Regions from separate parts of the Mus musculus genome. Here region 2 is linked to region 1. A link is a contact called in public HiChIP or PLAC-seq data. All regions are on one chromosome and are shown on one strand. The core of a region is the stretch at or near the end of the contact, and the rest is flanking DNA. Distances in the headings are between cores, read along the strand shown.

The links. HiChIP or PLAC-seq counts read pairs in DNA pulled down with a chosen protein or histone mark.
Region 2: a contact with region 1 is called in a CTCF HiChIP or PLAC-seq map of CD8 T cells, with 7 read pairs. The contact joins two enhancer-like sites. A contact is called at or near these places in 1 of 39 promoter capture datasets (pre-B cells), 2 of 15 datasets of contacts at CTCF or cohesin (CD8 T cells and the NIH/3T3 cell line), 7 of 484 Hi-C or Micro-C datasets (CD8 T cells, the N1E-115 cell line, cardiomyocytes and 4 more), 10 of 115 datasets of contacts at active chromatin or transcription factors (the HPC-7 cell line, bone marrow-derived macrophages, embryonic stem cells and 5 more) and 2 of 9 other capture datasets (adipose tissue and embryonic stem cells).

What each region holds. Positions count from the first base shown.
Region 1 is chr4:106,783,403-106,790,514 of GRCm38.p6, reverse strand. All of the region lies in intron 1 of Acot11 (acyl-CoA thioesterase 11), which reads left to right. Among named protein-coding and RNA genes, the nearest start is that of Acot11, 13 kb to the left of the region's middle. Within about 2 kb of position 2,519, at least 176 of the 459 cell types and tissues checked have an H3K27ac peak or open chromatin away from gene starts, as enhancers often do. A contact at or near this core is called in CD8 T cells, the HPC-7 cell line, bone marrow-derived macrophages and 4 more, where this site is marked.
Region 2 is chr4:106,983,418-106,990,529 of GRCm38.p6, reverse strand. All of the region lies in intron 4 of Ssbp3 (single-stranded DNA binding protein 3), which reads right to left. Among named protein-coding and RNA genes, the nearest start is that of Gm12786, 40 kb to the left of the region's middle. Within about 2 kb of position 2,644, at least 164 of the 459 cell types and tissues checked have an H3K27ac peak or open chromatin away from gene starts, as enhancers often do. A contact at or near this core is called in CD8 T cells, the HPC-7 cell line, bone marrow-derived macrophages and 4 more, where this site is marked.

The sequences.
Region 1 (7,112 bases), core at 1,270-3,769:
TCCCTTCCTTCCTGCTTCAGCCCCGCTTGCTCTGGCCCAAAGATTTTTATTATATGAAACACACTGTAGCTGTCTTCAGGCACACCAGAAGAGGGCATCAGATCCCATTATGTGAGCCACCTTGTGGTTGCTGGGAATTGAACTCAGGACCTTCGAAAGAGCAGTCAGTGCTCTTACCTGCCGAGCTACATCTCCAGCCCATGACAGCAGATTTCTTAAGAGGATCTCTGAGCTTGTGCCCGAGTACTTTTTAGATGCTAGGTATCCATCACGTGGGCAGCTCTCTGGCTCTGGGGGACCCTCCACCTGCCATACTCCTCAGCAGATGAACTAACACCAGTACTTCCCAGTCTCCATGAAAGCAAAGCCATTCCCATCCCAGTTCACCTACCAGTGACTTCTTGTGTGGTACCAGTTTCCACTTGGCTGGCTCTCATCTTTTTTCTAAATCATTCTGACTGGACTCCTTCTCCTCCTCTCAGTTGGCTCCTTTCCCATCTGCCTTCATGCTGCCTCCGGGAGCCGTCTGGGGCTCTCCCTACACCGGGTTGATGGCGCCCTGGGTCTTTTTCAGACTTCTCCTTCATATCTACTCCTTATGTGGGAGTATGTGTGTCCCTGTCTGCAGTCTTTCCCGAGACCGCATCTGCTGTCGTTACTAGGATTGCAATGCAAACCACCCTGAAACTCCGTGGCTTAGCAAACCCATCAGTTTGTGATGCATTGTAATTTGTGGGTTGGAAATTTGGGCAAGGCTGGGCAGAGCTCTGCAGTGCAATTCATCTGGCCTGCGGGGCCCAGGTAGAGGTTATGGGTGGTGGTTAGCTTGTGAGTGAGCTTGCCTAGGGTCTAGTATGGCTTCACTGGCATTGTTGTGGGCAAGGCTGCAAGGTTGGGCTTAGCTGGGAATGTCATTTAGAGCATCCACGTGTGGATTCTTTGTCGTGACAGTTTCAGGAGAGTTAGATTTCTTACCTGGCAGCTAGGTCCCCCAGAGGGACAGTTCCAGGAGGCCTAGGAGATGCAGCAAAACTTCCCATGACCTGGGGTTGCAAGCTTTGGTTGAAATGTCACTGAAGGTGATGCAGACTCAGGGGAGAGGATTAGACTCCTCTTTCTCTTGAGTCTTGAGAGGAGCCACGAGGCTCTAGTACCCTTTAACCTAGAACAGGTGTAGAGCCCTGTGCCTTTCAGATGCCCCCACGGGGCTGGTGATTGTTTTTTGCTGGTTTGTTTTTGCAGGTGTGTAGCCCCCCTTTCAACAGAGGGGTGCGTATCAGAACTGTGGTACATTCAGTGAATGTTTAACAATAGCTGGAAAGTTCTTGGTCCTTATCCTCACTCATTTCCCCCCCATCCCCCCCCCACTCCCCTAACTGGGTACTAACACTTCTTCCTCACTCCAAGCTCCCCCCACCTCCGCCTGCAGTACTGCCGCTAGCTGGACCTCTGAAATCTGCCCTTGGCCAACACTTTGGCCAGGCCCTGCCCAAGTGCCATTTCTCCCAGCTAGCAGCATAGGAGCGCTGAGGACTCTACTTGCCTCTCCTCATCCGAGAGGACACGCAAGCACGCACATCCAAAGTGGAGAGATCTGAAAGGCGGGTCCCGTCTCCCGCCACTTACGGACTCCAGCACTTGAGTCAAATCTGCACTCTGGGGATCTGCCCAGCCTTGGGCCACGTGGACCAGGTTACCCTTCTGACTTCTTCTTCTTTTTTTTTTTTCCCTCCTGACTTCTTACCTACTGCCCTCTGATAGTCACACCAATCCTCTTGGGGCGTTGCATTCTCTCTCCTTAGAACCACACCCCCCTCCCATGTCTTTCCTAATTGCACCCTCTCATTCATTCATACATTAGCCAGCTCCCCGCAGGAACCCTCCCACTCACTACTGCCTCAGATTAGAAAAGGACCTTTTCCCTCCATCATATCCCCTCTCCTATCGTTTTCTTTTCTTTTTGAGACAGGGTCTCATGTAGCCTAGGCTGGCCTTAAACTTGCTTTATAGCTGGGATGGACCCTGAATTTCTGATCCTCCTGTCTCCATCTTCCAAATGTTGGGATAATACCACAACCGTTTCATGCAGTGGTGGGGATCAAACCCAGGGCTTTCTGGATATTAGGCAGGCATGCCACCCACCGGGCCACACCCCTCGATGCTCTGTGTTTTCTTTCCTTCTTTAAATGGCCTTGTCTTGTTTTTACATGTCATGAGAGATGAGATGGTCCCATCACCCTGAAGAAATGAATGGAGTTTTAACAGAGATTAACCTCAGTGATCTGAAGAGTTGTTCTTTCTACCTATCCGCCTTACTTGGAATGCTCCTGGTTTCTGACCAGCCCTCAGAGATCCAGACCAGGCCACCAATAGTCGGTGCCCTCCCTGATCTCCCTCCGGTTATCTGTCCTTTCTGAGGGTCCCACACATTCCTTCTGGTTTCTTGCTCACAGGGTTGGGCCTCAAGCAAAACCCCAGCCTGGGGCTGCCTCCTCCGCACTGAGTCATTCCTTCCTCTCCTCCCCTCCCCCACCGTACTGGGGCTGCAAGGCCTCAGCCACCACAGCGCTATGCTTTGGTTACGGTAGGAGTTGCCACAGTTGAGTTTGTGGATGGATGAAATCATGAGGCTGTTTTCACATAAACAGCTATTAAGGTAGAACCAGCCCAGCCCATAATCAATCTAAACCCAGGGGACAGTGACAGAAGCGCTGGATGCAGGGTCCCCTGCTTGGCTTTTTTGTCAGCCTGCTGATGACCAGGCCCGTCCTCATTCCTGCCATTTGGTGCAGCATGGGGCTCTACGGAACTGGTCCAGGTTCAGTCTCCAGGGGCACCACGGGAAACCCCTCCAGGCTCAATCTCCAGGTTCTCACTGGGCCCTGATGATGTTTGGCCTTGAACAAAAGCAATTTATTGAAGATGGTTTATTCGTGGCCCAGGGGCTCCTCCTGGTGCCCACCTTGTTGCCACCGACCCTTTCAGCTGCTTTCTAGTAATTCCAAGAGTCTGTTTCAACTTCCTGAGGGTCTGGAACCTTTCTAGAACTGAGTAGCATGGCATTCTGGCAGTCATCAAGTGCAGGGTGCCTGCAGAGGACCACAGACTCTGTCCTGCCCAGCCATGATTCTCAGTTTAAGTGAAACCCTAATATAGAAGAGAGCTTTGTGTTCAATTGGCAGTAATGGAAAGAAATGTGAATGTTTTTGTCACAGGTCCCAGCTGCCTTCAAAGCATTTTCTGCACAGGCCACCTGGCCATTTGTTCTCCATAGATGTCACATACCCCTGGGACCCGTGTCTTTCTGAAGTGCCTTAGCTTTTGGACAACACAAAGCACAGCAGTTTGGGGCACTTCCTGTGGGTCAGGTCCCGGTCTAAGCACTCAGACTCCTTTCTGTGACGCTCATGTTCCCATTTTATAGTTGTGAAGACTGAGGTCCAGAGTAGCTTAAGTTATGCTCGGTTCTCCAGCAAACCAGAGGCAGGGCCACATCCAGAGTACCAAGAACCTGTGGGGCTTGGTCACAGATCTCTTGCCAATCACCGCAAACTTTGTCTTTCTTCTCTTTCTACCTTTCTTGGCTTTTTCAGCAAGCTTTTCTCTTGGCTCAGGTCCCTTTCACACAGTGGAGGGAGTATGTTGGTGCTGTGAGGCCAGGTCAGGTCAGGGCTATTTTATAGTCCATCAACTCCCCTGAGCTGAAGGCTCGGAGAAGAACCTGGGGTATAAGAAGTGAGCCCCTGCAGGGCTGCCTGGGCTGCAGTGCCCGGTCCAGCCTCTGCCATGGGTTGCCTGATCCTGATCAGCATCTTCTACCTGCAGAGAGGACACTTCGGCCTCTTCCAGGGCATGACCAAGTGACAAGTGACAAGATGTATCCAGTTGGTAAATCATGAGTCCTGCTTCCACCATTCTGCAAGCCTTCTTAGGAATGGCTTTTTAAACACAGAGAAGAACTAAGCTGGTTTGAGCTAAAGGAGGCTGGTGGGGTGGGGGTGGAGAGGACAGAGTGGCAGGAGGGTTTGAGGATCCCCGAGGGGTGGGAGAAGGGGCCCCACTTGCTGGGGGGAAGCCTGGACACCATCCTTCAGCAGGGTAGAGGCTAGAGGGCCTAGAGAGCAGCTGGAGGGGGCCCAGCCAGGCTGCCAGCTTCCTGGGGCAGGAAGTCTTAGCTGCCCAGAGTCTCAAAAGCTGTGAGCAGCTCAGGCCCAGGAATGTGTGGTGTGGAGTGTGGATCAGGAGCGGCCCCTTTCCTGTCCCCCGCCCCCCCCCCCCCCCCAGTGCATGTGCTTTTCTACTTGTTTTGTTCCCTCCCAGCCCATTTCTTTCTCCCTCTGACATTTCTTTTCTGTTCTCCTTCCCTCCTCCCTGTGTCTTGTCTTTTCTCTAATTGTTTTGTTTCCCCTTCTCTCTCTGTAGCTGATTTCTCTCTCTTTTTTTTTCCTCCCCCTTTCCGCTTGTTCTTGTTTCCTCTCCAGAAGGAATAGTGCTATCTATGGCTGCTGTGCCCAGCTCCAGGGTAAATGAGGTGGCTTGTAGGATAGCAGGGCCTGGGCCCACTGCCTGGCTTCTTGTTGCCATGGTAACCCAGAGGCAGGGACAGGCTGCATTCTTAGCCATGTGGTGGGGAGGGTGTGAAGGGTTCTGATGGGGAGAAGCCAGGTCTTTCCTTCACAGCCCCCTGAGTGGCAGCCCCGACCTCAGTGTGAGGGCTCAGCATGGAGGGATCAATGCATGTCACTGGGGGTTTGGGGCTGGGTGTGGCACATGGAGGGTAAGATCACACTGGGGCTAGACGGCTTGTGATCAAAACATTCTAGTTGCCCTCTAGGCCTTCTGGTGACTGGGGGGGGGGGTAAAGGTTGGGGGGTTTGGGGGGTGGGCAGTGGCAAACAGTCTAATGCAGTAGGCCAGGCCGGCAGTGAGGCATAGAGGCAGAGGGTGGGAGATGAAGGACTGGATAGGAGAAGGGTTTGCAGAAGGGAGTGGACCCTCTGATTTGTGGGCAAGAAAGCGCATGGTAGCCAGCTGCTGCTGGAGGGTGTGGTGATCTCAATACTGTTCCCGAGCAGTCTGTCTAGATAGACAAAGGCCTTTCCAGCATTTTCGTCCTTGGGGGTGGACCAGCGTGTTTCAGACGGTTTTGATCCAGGTCCTGATACCATTGCTCTCCCTGCAAGAGGGCTTAAAGGGACATGAGGAGGAGTCTCAGGAAACCAGAATAGAGATGTGGGTGCTGGCTTGGCCTACCTGTGGTGGGATCAAATGCCCAGAGACATAAATGACTATCCTGTCTGCTAGACGAGCGGTAGTACTTCAAAACGGTCGAGCAGCCTTGGATTCTGAGCTACACAAGTGTGGACCTAGGTCTCAGTTCTGTCCTTATCAGATGGGTGATCCTATGTGTGTATGTGTAAGCTGTTTACTCTTCTTGAGCCTCTGCTTCCCCATCTGTAAAATGGGAATGGGACACCCAGCTATTAGGGCGGTGTGAAGATTAAAGAAGTAAACGCAGCTGGCATGGTGGGCGGGGTCTGCAACACTGGCATGTGGAGAGCACTTACCAGCCTGGGCTATATGGTAAGTTTGAGGTCAGCCTGGGGTCAGAATGAGATTCCCATCTCAAAAAAACAACCCAAATGTCTTCAAAGGAGGGTAGTTATTCTCAACTTACGTTCCCATTTACCTCTTTCAGCTCCATGAACTGAGGTCTGAGCTCTGAGAAGGTGAAATACTTGCTCACATTGTACAGGTTGTTAAGTTCAGGTACATGGTGGGTATAATGTCCAAGCAATACAGAGAAGTCAGAGCGGGCATGCTGTCAGGGGAAAGCTGCATCCTGGTCACATGACCCCTGTGCCCCTGGGTGTGACAGCATTTCCCATATTACTTCTTGCCTTGTCTGTCTTTCGTCTGGACCCTGACTCTGGGATGGCAGCCGGCTTAGACGCACTTACTTGGTAGGCTGACCCAGTCTGGTGGACTGCCCTTGCTCAGACGGAGGTCAGAGCCACTGTGATTGGCAAAGTCCTTTGGCTACGTCCTCTCATTTACACCTCAGGTCAGCCATGCTAAGTCTTTAGAGTCTCACTTTACAAACAAGGAAACTGGATTATTGGGTTGCCAGGTGGCGGTTGAACAAAAGAATATCTAAGTGGACAGAAGGGAAGAGAGCTGCTTGGGGCCCTCAGAGATAGATTGGACTAGACTCAAAAGCCATCTACAGACTCCAGAACCTCTCTTCTCCACATTCCTGTTTCCCCAAGCAGAAGATGAGCTGCTGGGCTCCGTGCTAGCTAACCAGCTACTCCTTGCCCTCCAGCCTCTTCCACCATGGCATCTCACTGGTTTCAGAAATGTGTTAATCCTCAAAACACCTTGGATGGAGATGGAGGCAGGTATGTCTAAATTTGCCGTAACGTGTCCCAGGAGACTTCAGGTCGGTGGGCTACAGCAGAGGGTGTGCTTCTGTCTTCAGACAGGTTACTTGATGTAGTTTTAGCTTTGGGGTTGGTGAAAGAGTGAAGGATATCGTTCTGCTAGGTTAGTTGCGTATCCCAGGAGGTTTCCTGGTAGTCATGAGGATGTTGGGTCACATATGGAAATGATTGTGAATGGCTTTGGGAAAGGCTCTGGACATACTGTAATCCCAGCACTGAGACAGGAGGAGGGTCATGAGTGTGAGGCCAGCCTGAGCTACAAAGAGAGACTTTGTCTCAATACCTAAGAGACAAATACAGGTTTGTTCCATCTCTCCACAGTCACAGTGTTCAAGTCAGCCGACAGTCCAGCCACATTCAGGACCTTCCGTATAGATGTGGCGTCTTTGAGAAGTTCAGTTCAGAGGAAATAACCCTGTAATGATTTGCCCCAAAACTCCTGGCTTTGCTCACTCATTTAAGATCTGGGACAGAGACTTTCTTTGCTTCTGTTTCACCACTGATACCTTCCCAATGGACGTAATTAATTTCTAAGCCCTTCTCGGCATCAAGATGCTAGAACAAAGGCTGCAGGTCGCCAAGCAGGAGGCATGGCCTCCGTCCCGCCTCTCTGACACAGAGCTGAGCTCCCTGGAACCCATGTTGGACCTCTCTTTTTGTCTATGGGTC
Region 2 (7,112 bases), core at 1,395-3,894, 200 kb before region 1:
GAGAGATGGCTGTGTGGTTAAGAACATTGGCTGTTCTTCCAGAGAACCCAAGTTCAAATCCCAGCATCCACATGGCAGCTCACAGTGGTCTGTAACTCTGGCTCCTGAGGCTCTGTGCCCTCGAAGCCATTGAGGAAGAGAACACCAATGCTCATAAAAATAATAAACCTTTAAAAAAGAAAAAAAACCCTAGTCTTTAAAAAACGTGTAATAAAAGACAATTTCTGTCTGGAGGTTCATGCAAGACAAATATCACTAGCTTGGGATAATTAGAGAGAGAGAGAGAGAGAGAGAGAGAGAGAGATGAAATGCTGGACTGAGCCATCACCACAACTAAATTATACTGCTCTTCTGACAAGCCCTAAGGGGCACACACAGAACAAGCTCCTGTGACTCAACTGAGGACACCTCAGAGGTGCCAGCACAGGTACACAATCGAGCGCTCTGGCTGGGGCATTTAAGATGATCAAGCTGATTCTGTAATCTTATTAACACCACTCCTCTACTAAGCTGCCCTGAGTCTTAGCCTGAAGGAGTCAGGCCTGAGTCCTGCCCTGGGGGAAGTAACATCCAATTTTGCCTCTCAGCACCCCCCAATATCACTGGTCACAGTGCCCACACTGGATGGAGCCAGGTCCAGATAACCTTGGCCAGCACAGACCTATTTGGCAGTGGAGGAGGCTAACACGGTAACCAAGCAATACCAGTTCCTCCTGAGCACAGCTAGAGGGCAGAGTGCTGGCTGAAACAGCTAGCCTTGCCTTCTGAGGATATTTGGGCAAATGCCCCTATGGACTGAAGGCCATGAGAAATTTTTTGTCCTTACGCACATATACAATGAGCTGAGAGATCTCCAGGCGGTCAGAAAGTTGGCTTCTCTGCCACTCGCTGTTGCTGACACCACTCAGTAACTCAAAGACACTGGAGTGGTCTTGAATCCCCAACTCCCCAATTGTCCTGTACTCAGAAATAACCAAAAGCTTTAGCTGCTGCCAAAAAAGAAAACAGAAAGAAAAACCGCAGGAACACACCAAATCCATGTCCAGCTCCTTTGCCCCTTGGAACAAAACCCATTGGAGACACACACAAAGAAGGGAGGCAAGACAAAGGAAAGGCCAGGTCACACTTGACAAGGAGCTTTCTTGTCGTTTCCAAAACAGAACTGTCCTCCATTAAAGCGCTCTTGTTGCTCGGATGTTGGTGCGGGAAAGGAGGGGCTCACAACTCTCAAACAAAAGCAGGGCCTGGCGGGTGGGGAGGCCTGGGCAGGCTCTGTCTCCCTGCACCTTGTATGCCTTTGAATGCCCGCAGATCTAGGTCCAGGGCTGGCAGCTGTCTGTTATTATCTCAGCAACTCCAAGGGCCCCGGACCAGGGAGTGTGTCCCGAGCAGGTGAACACCATCTGCCTGGCTCTGGTGAGATGTTCCTCTTCGTGCCTGCTGCTGCCCGCCAGCTGTATGGCCCAGAGGAGTCACAGGGAGTCTACGCACCCTCCCAGGACAGTACTTTAACCCTAGTCAAAGGTCCCTCTCCCTTGGTCATCACCTGGCATTTAAAAACACTGGTCACCTCTGAAAGAAAAATTTTAAGGTTTTCTGTCAGGGAGGATGTGCAGAGTGTGGGACATAAGAAAACAAGAGCCCACTGACACACCTTCCCAGAGGCTAATTTTAAGAAGGGTTTTTAATTGATCTATAAAGAAAAAATTCTACCTGCCTTTTAAAAAGCACTCCCTGCATTAGCTAAAACATTCCCAACACACCCTAGCCCATTTCCTCCCTCCCTGGCCCTCCCAGTTTTAATGGGGGTAAGTGGCTCCCTGATGCAATCTACAAGGCCGGGTGGATCCAGACCACAGGGAGGGAAGAAGCCGGGTGGGAAGCAGGTCTGCTGGGTCGGGTTCACAAGGGGTGACTCTGAAGGTCTGCAGTTCTGGCTCTGCCTTTTCACTCCCCTTCCCTCTCCTCCTTCCCTCCACTATTTTATAGGTTCCTGCATTTTTGCTGCTGGGCTACTAAACAACTGTAGGTGGTATCCTACACCACATGACAAGCCAGTGACCCACCCTGCTCTAAGAGGCCGACTTATGGGTCTCACCAAGGAGAAAGGTTTTGGTGGATAGGTAGGATAAGCCTGCCTGCCTGCCCTTGGGTCTGGATTTGAGGATGGGGGTGATGGCACCTACAGGAAGCATCATGTGTCCTCATTCTTGGAAGGAGTATGCAGAAGGGATACACCCCTAGTGCCATTTCTCTGGGGCTCTCAAGCAATAAGAATTCTGCAGCTGGACATACTGCTTCCTGGGGTGAGGAAGGTCAGGCAAAGGCGGTCCCTGAGTAGAGAGCTGGTTGTCCCAGAAGGGGGCAGCAAAGTGAAGGTCTGATCATGGGCAGCCACCAAGCTCCAGAGTCTGAGATAGGACCAGGCTACATGCGACACACGGCAGCTCAAATGCCCACGGAAAGGGCTCTCTTTTCCTGAACAAAAGCCAGAAAGGATGAGCCCAAAATGCCAGAGGCAGCTCCTGAAGAACCCTGGGTGCTGGTGTGCTCTTGGGACTCCCTAACTCGCAGGACCTGTTGTGGAGCTTAGCTTGTAAAGACAGAGGAGCTTGCAAAGAGCTTGTGGAAACAATGGCAGGAAGCCGCTGGCCACACAGGTCCCTAATCAGAAGTGAGTCAGCCAGCCACAGGGCTGAGCCATCCTGGCTTCTATCCTCCATCACCATTGGGAAGAGAGGCAAAGAGAGGCCACTCACTGCACTGAAGGAACAGGCCTTCTGCACCCGGAGCCCACATTGTAGTCAAGTTCTAAGGTCTTCAAGTGGAGGACAAGCTAAATTCCTGTCAGCACACAAGCCGTACCAGTAAGGCAACTTGGTGGGTAAGAACACGTGCTGTGTAAGCATGAAGACACACACAAAAAGCTGGGCATGGCCACCTGTGCCCTACTATAGCACTGGAGAGTACAGACAGGTAGATCCTGAGAGCTTTGTATCTTACCAGCCCAACCAACAACCAACCAACCAACCATACACACAACCAACCAACAACCCAACCATACAAACAAACAAAAACTGTGACAAGAAGGGACAAATTTGCTGGGTGTGGTGGCGCATGCTTTTAATCCCAGCATTCGAGAGGCAGAGGCAGGTGGATTTCTGAGTTCGAGGCCAGCCTGGTCTACAAAGTGAGTTCCAGGACAGCCAGGGCTATACAGAGAAATGAGAAACCCTGTCTCGAAAACCAAAAAAAAAAAAAAAAAAGGAAGGGACAAACTTAAGGTCATGAAATCCCCCAGCCCAGAGCAGGGGCTAAAGGGGCTAACATGGAGCATGTGTCCAGTCCCCCTAGACCCCTGCATAGTGACACATCTCAGTGAGTCCCTCTGTGTGCAAGGAAGCCCCACTGACAACTGATCCTCACAGTGCTAGAAACTTTCGCCAATAAGCTGCTGCCGCCTTTGACTTAGTTCAAACCTCCTAGCCCATGCCAGGGGCTGCTTGTAGCTCCCACCTTGTTGTGGGAGACACAGAGCCTTATAACACTACACCCTGTGGGAGCTATTAGACTGTGAGTCTCCCCTCTGGTGCCAGGTGATGGATCCAACTTCCTGAAAATATGCATCCTCCTTGAATCTACTTCAGAAAGGCAGGCCTAGGTGGGAGGCTAGGGAGGGGCTGGGATGGGAAGGAACATCCTGTCTGCATCAGAGCAGGGAGGTGGCTCTGGAGCCACTCATGTGCACTTCAGCCTTTCCCCCCTCCTCAAGCAGGAAGTGTTCACTGGACGAACAAACATGCATCTGGGGTCACACTAGGGTTAGGGCAGTGGAGCCAACTCTGATTTGTGGAAATGAGCCATCCAAGACAATGGGTCTACAAGCCACAGAAATCAGCTCCAGATGCAGGCCAGAGACAGCGGCCTAGGGACCTGCAGGGTAATCAATCCTGCTGATGGTTTATTCTCCAGAGGAAGATCTGGGGGAGGGGGCTGTACCGCGTGGCTCCAGCACAATGGGAGGCAGCTGGGAGCACAGCCCCAGGACGCTCCTCTAAAGCCTGAGAATCCGGTCGGCTGTTCTGCCTCTGGCCTTCCTATCTTCAGCTAGAACCCGGGAGGGAGCAAGGGACACACCGCACTCAACCGTATGCCTGTGCCCTGGAGTCAATGTCCAAGGCCTCACATGGAAAGTGTAAAGTGTGAGGTCTTAGGCAGCCCTCCCTCTGCAAACATCACCTCTGCCCTGTGTCTGGAGTGGATGCTGCTTAGGTTCAGAGAGCTGGGCTTTCCGAAACTCCAGAGCAGGGAGTGGGAGGGCCTTTACTTTTAGACCTAGGAGGCAACCAAGTGGCTGAGATGGGAGACAGAGGGAACCAAGGCAGACAGGCAACAAGGAACTGAGCTGGAGCCAGTAGCCAGGTCTCCCTGATGAACCCGAGGCTCCTCCTTGCCAGCTCCCAACCTGGACTTAGTCTCCAGGCAGAGAATTACTTGGCAGGGCTGGGAGGGAGGGAGAGTGAAATGAAGTTCTGAGGATCTACTATGGAGCACAAGCATCACGGACAATCAGAAAGGAGGGCGGCGCCCCATTTCACTGAGCTCTCAGGTCCACAAGAAGGCTCTTCTACATCACACACTGTGACGTGCAGAGACATGGCTGTCACCCTGGGCCCTCACCTGACACATGGTTAAGTGCACAGGTACAGGAGTTAACTAGATGAGAAGTTACAGTTGCCAAGACAAGAATACTGAACTTAAATTCCTTTAGGTTCTGCTTTAAAATTACTTTGTCAAAGGGTGTTTCTGAAGTCTGTAGAGCTGGGTCTCACACCAGTATAGAGGAAGCTGCCCCGTCTGGCGTGTAAAGCCCATGCAGTCAAAAGCTACCTATGTACTGGCCAAGAAGGGAATAGGAGCCTAACCTCCCTTAATCAGCAGGAATGGGGGAAGGGAGTTTAAAATCTCAAGAACAAAAGAAAGGCAGAGCTTGTCACTCTGGCCCTGATCATCCATGGCACCCTATCCAACCATCTGTCACGTCATATAGAAATTCCCTGTGTGTGATTCTGTCTGCCTGGAGTGACTGCTGGCTCTTCTCCATCTCCCAGTCCCACTGAGCTTGGTGCCCAAGAGGCCCCACAAATACTCTTGAATAAAATGATGCATCAGGGTTTATACTAGAGCCTTCGGTGCACAAAGCCAGCCCTGGGGTACTCATTTCTTGATAGTCAGGCTCTCTAGGCCACAGCTTACTTCCTTTTGCCATCTCTGAGAGAAAGCGTAGGCAGCCATCTTGATCCAGCACAATGGATCAAGGTCACGTGTGGTCCACCTGGGACTCCCTTCTTACTTCTTGGAATATGGGATAACGGAGAGCTTACTGCACTTCACCTATACCAAGTGCTGTGCAAGCAGGCTAGTGTGTAAGGTAGGTAGTTAGAGCTACAACAGTATCTATGAAGAGCTAAACCACAGTAAAAGTACAGTTAGGGCAAGTCTTTCTGTACTGCCTGTGTCTGTGTAACAAATAAGTCAAGGGCCTTGAAATGAGCCCATCCTTCCTCATCCAGTCACTTCTGGGGATTTACCCCAAGGAAGCCATGGAGAATGAACTGCAAAGGTGTTCACTGCAGTGCTGTGTAGAGTGCAGGATAAGAGGGAAGGGCAGAAAGGACTAGCCAATAAGGAAATGCTTCAATAAAACCTTATGTAGCCATTAAAATATAATTATGAATAGCTGGAAGCACATTTACTCAAAGAAAAGGCACAGCCACAAGTGTAGACCTGGACAGCGTTTGCCAAGGCTGAGGCTATGGCAGGGCAAGAACAGGGAGAAAGTTTGCTTCTACTTCCTGAGCTCTGACCCTGTTTGTACGGGGGACAAATAGCTAGGCCTGTGTCTCCATCTTCCAAACCACCTACCTAGCTCAGACCCCTCCAGGAGGTGAAGAACTAGGAGAGAGGCACAAACCAAGGCAAATGAACATGCATCAGCGAGGGTTACCTGACTGACACCTCCAAGGATGACACTTACTACTGGGAAACTTCTGGGAATATGCCACACACACACACACACACACACACACACTCACTGCACATACATACTCACACCACATTCGAGCACATACACACACAAATGTGTGCACGTAACTGAGAGCCACAATTTCCAACGTACAGAGACACACCATTCATTTCCCTTACAGCAGCCGTGGCCAACTTTCTACCCCAACAAGCCATCTGGGGCTCAAAGGGAAGGTGTCAGATTGATCACCAGGGTAGGATTAATTTTTTTCTCCTTCTTCTTAAATCCCCTTAACTGAGAAAGCAGCTTGAGCCAATTCTGCTTTTCTCACAGACACCAAAACACCAAGCTATAGTCACACCAGTTCATCTTCACACCCCCAAAGTAGGGGTGGGGGTGGGGTGGGGGGCTGGGGAGAGAGAGAGAGCTTTCCAAGCAGCTCTGCCAGTCTGCCATCCAGGGAAGGATGCTCAGCAAGAAGCACATGCGTGCAGACAGAGCAGAACTGCCAAAAGAGGGGCCATCGCAGCCTTCTTGCCAGGCTGGAGGTGGTGACACCTCTCAGGGCACCACGTGCTGCCTGATATACTGCTACTAACAGCACACACAGAATACCCTTCAACTGTACTGATGGAAAGGTGGGGGAGGACAGCACACCAGGCACAGTTGGCCCCATGATTCATTCTGTGAGGAAGTGTTCTTATTCTGTGTAAGAGCCAGGTGAACCCTAAAAACACCACCTCAACTCCTGCAGAGCACTCCCAGCAGGGGAAGGGCCAGGAAGGAAGCAAACAGGCAGCAAGGTGGTACCTTTGTTCCATTCCCTGTGACAACCCAGAGAAGTAAGGGCTGTTTCTGATGTGTTTATAAAAAGATGTGTGTGTGGGAGGGGGGGGGTATGTTCAGGTATGGGGGAAGAGGGTACCTTGGTGGGCCCATGCTGAGGCATCTCTTCCCCAAGGAGTTAACAGAGTAGTAAAAAAAGGGGGGGGAGGAGGCCAGCCATGAGTATGTAGAGGAGGTATGGGGGGTGGGGAGGGAATGGGGAGAGGGCAGAAGCAGGAAGGGGAGAGCAAGTGAGGAGCAA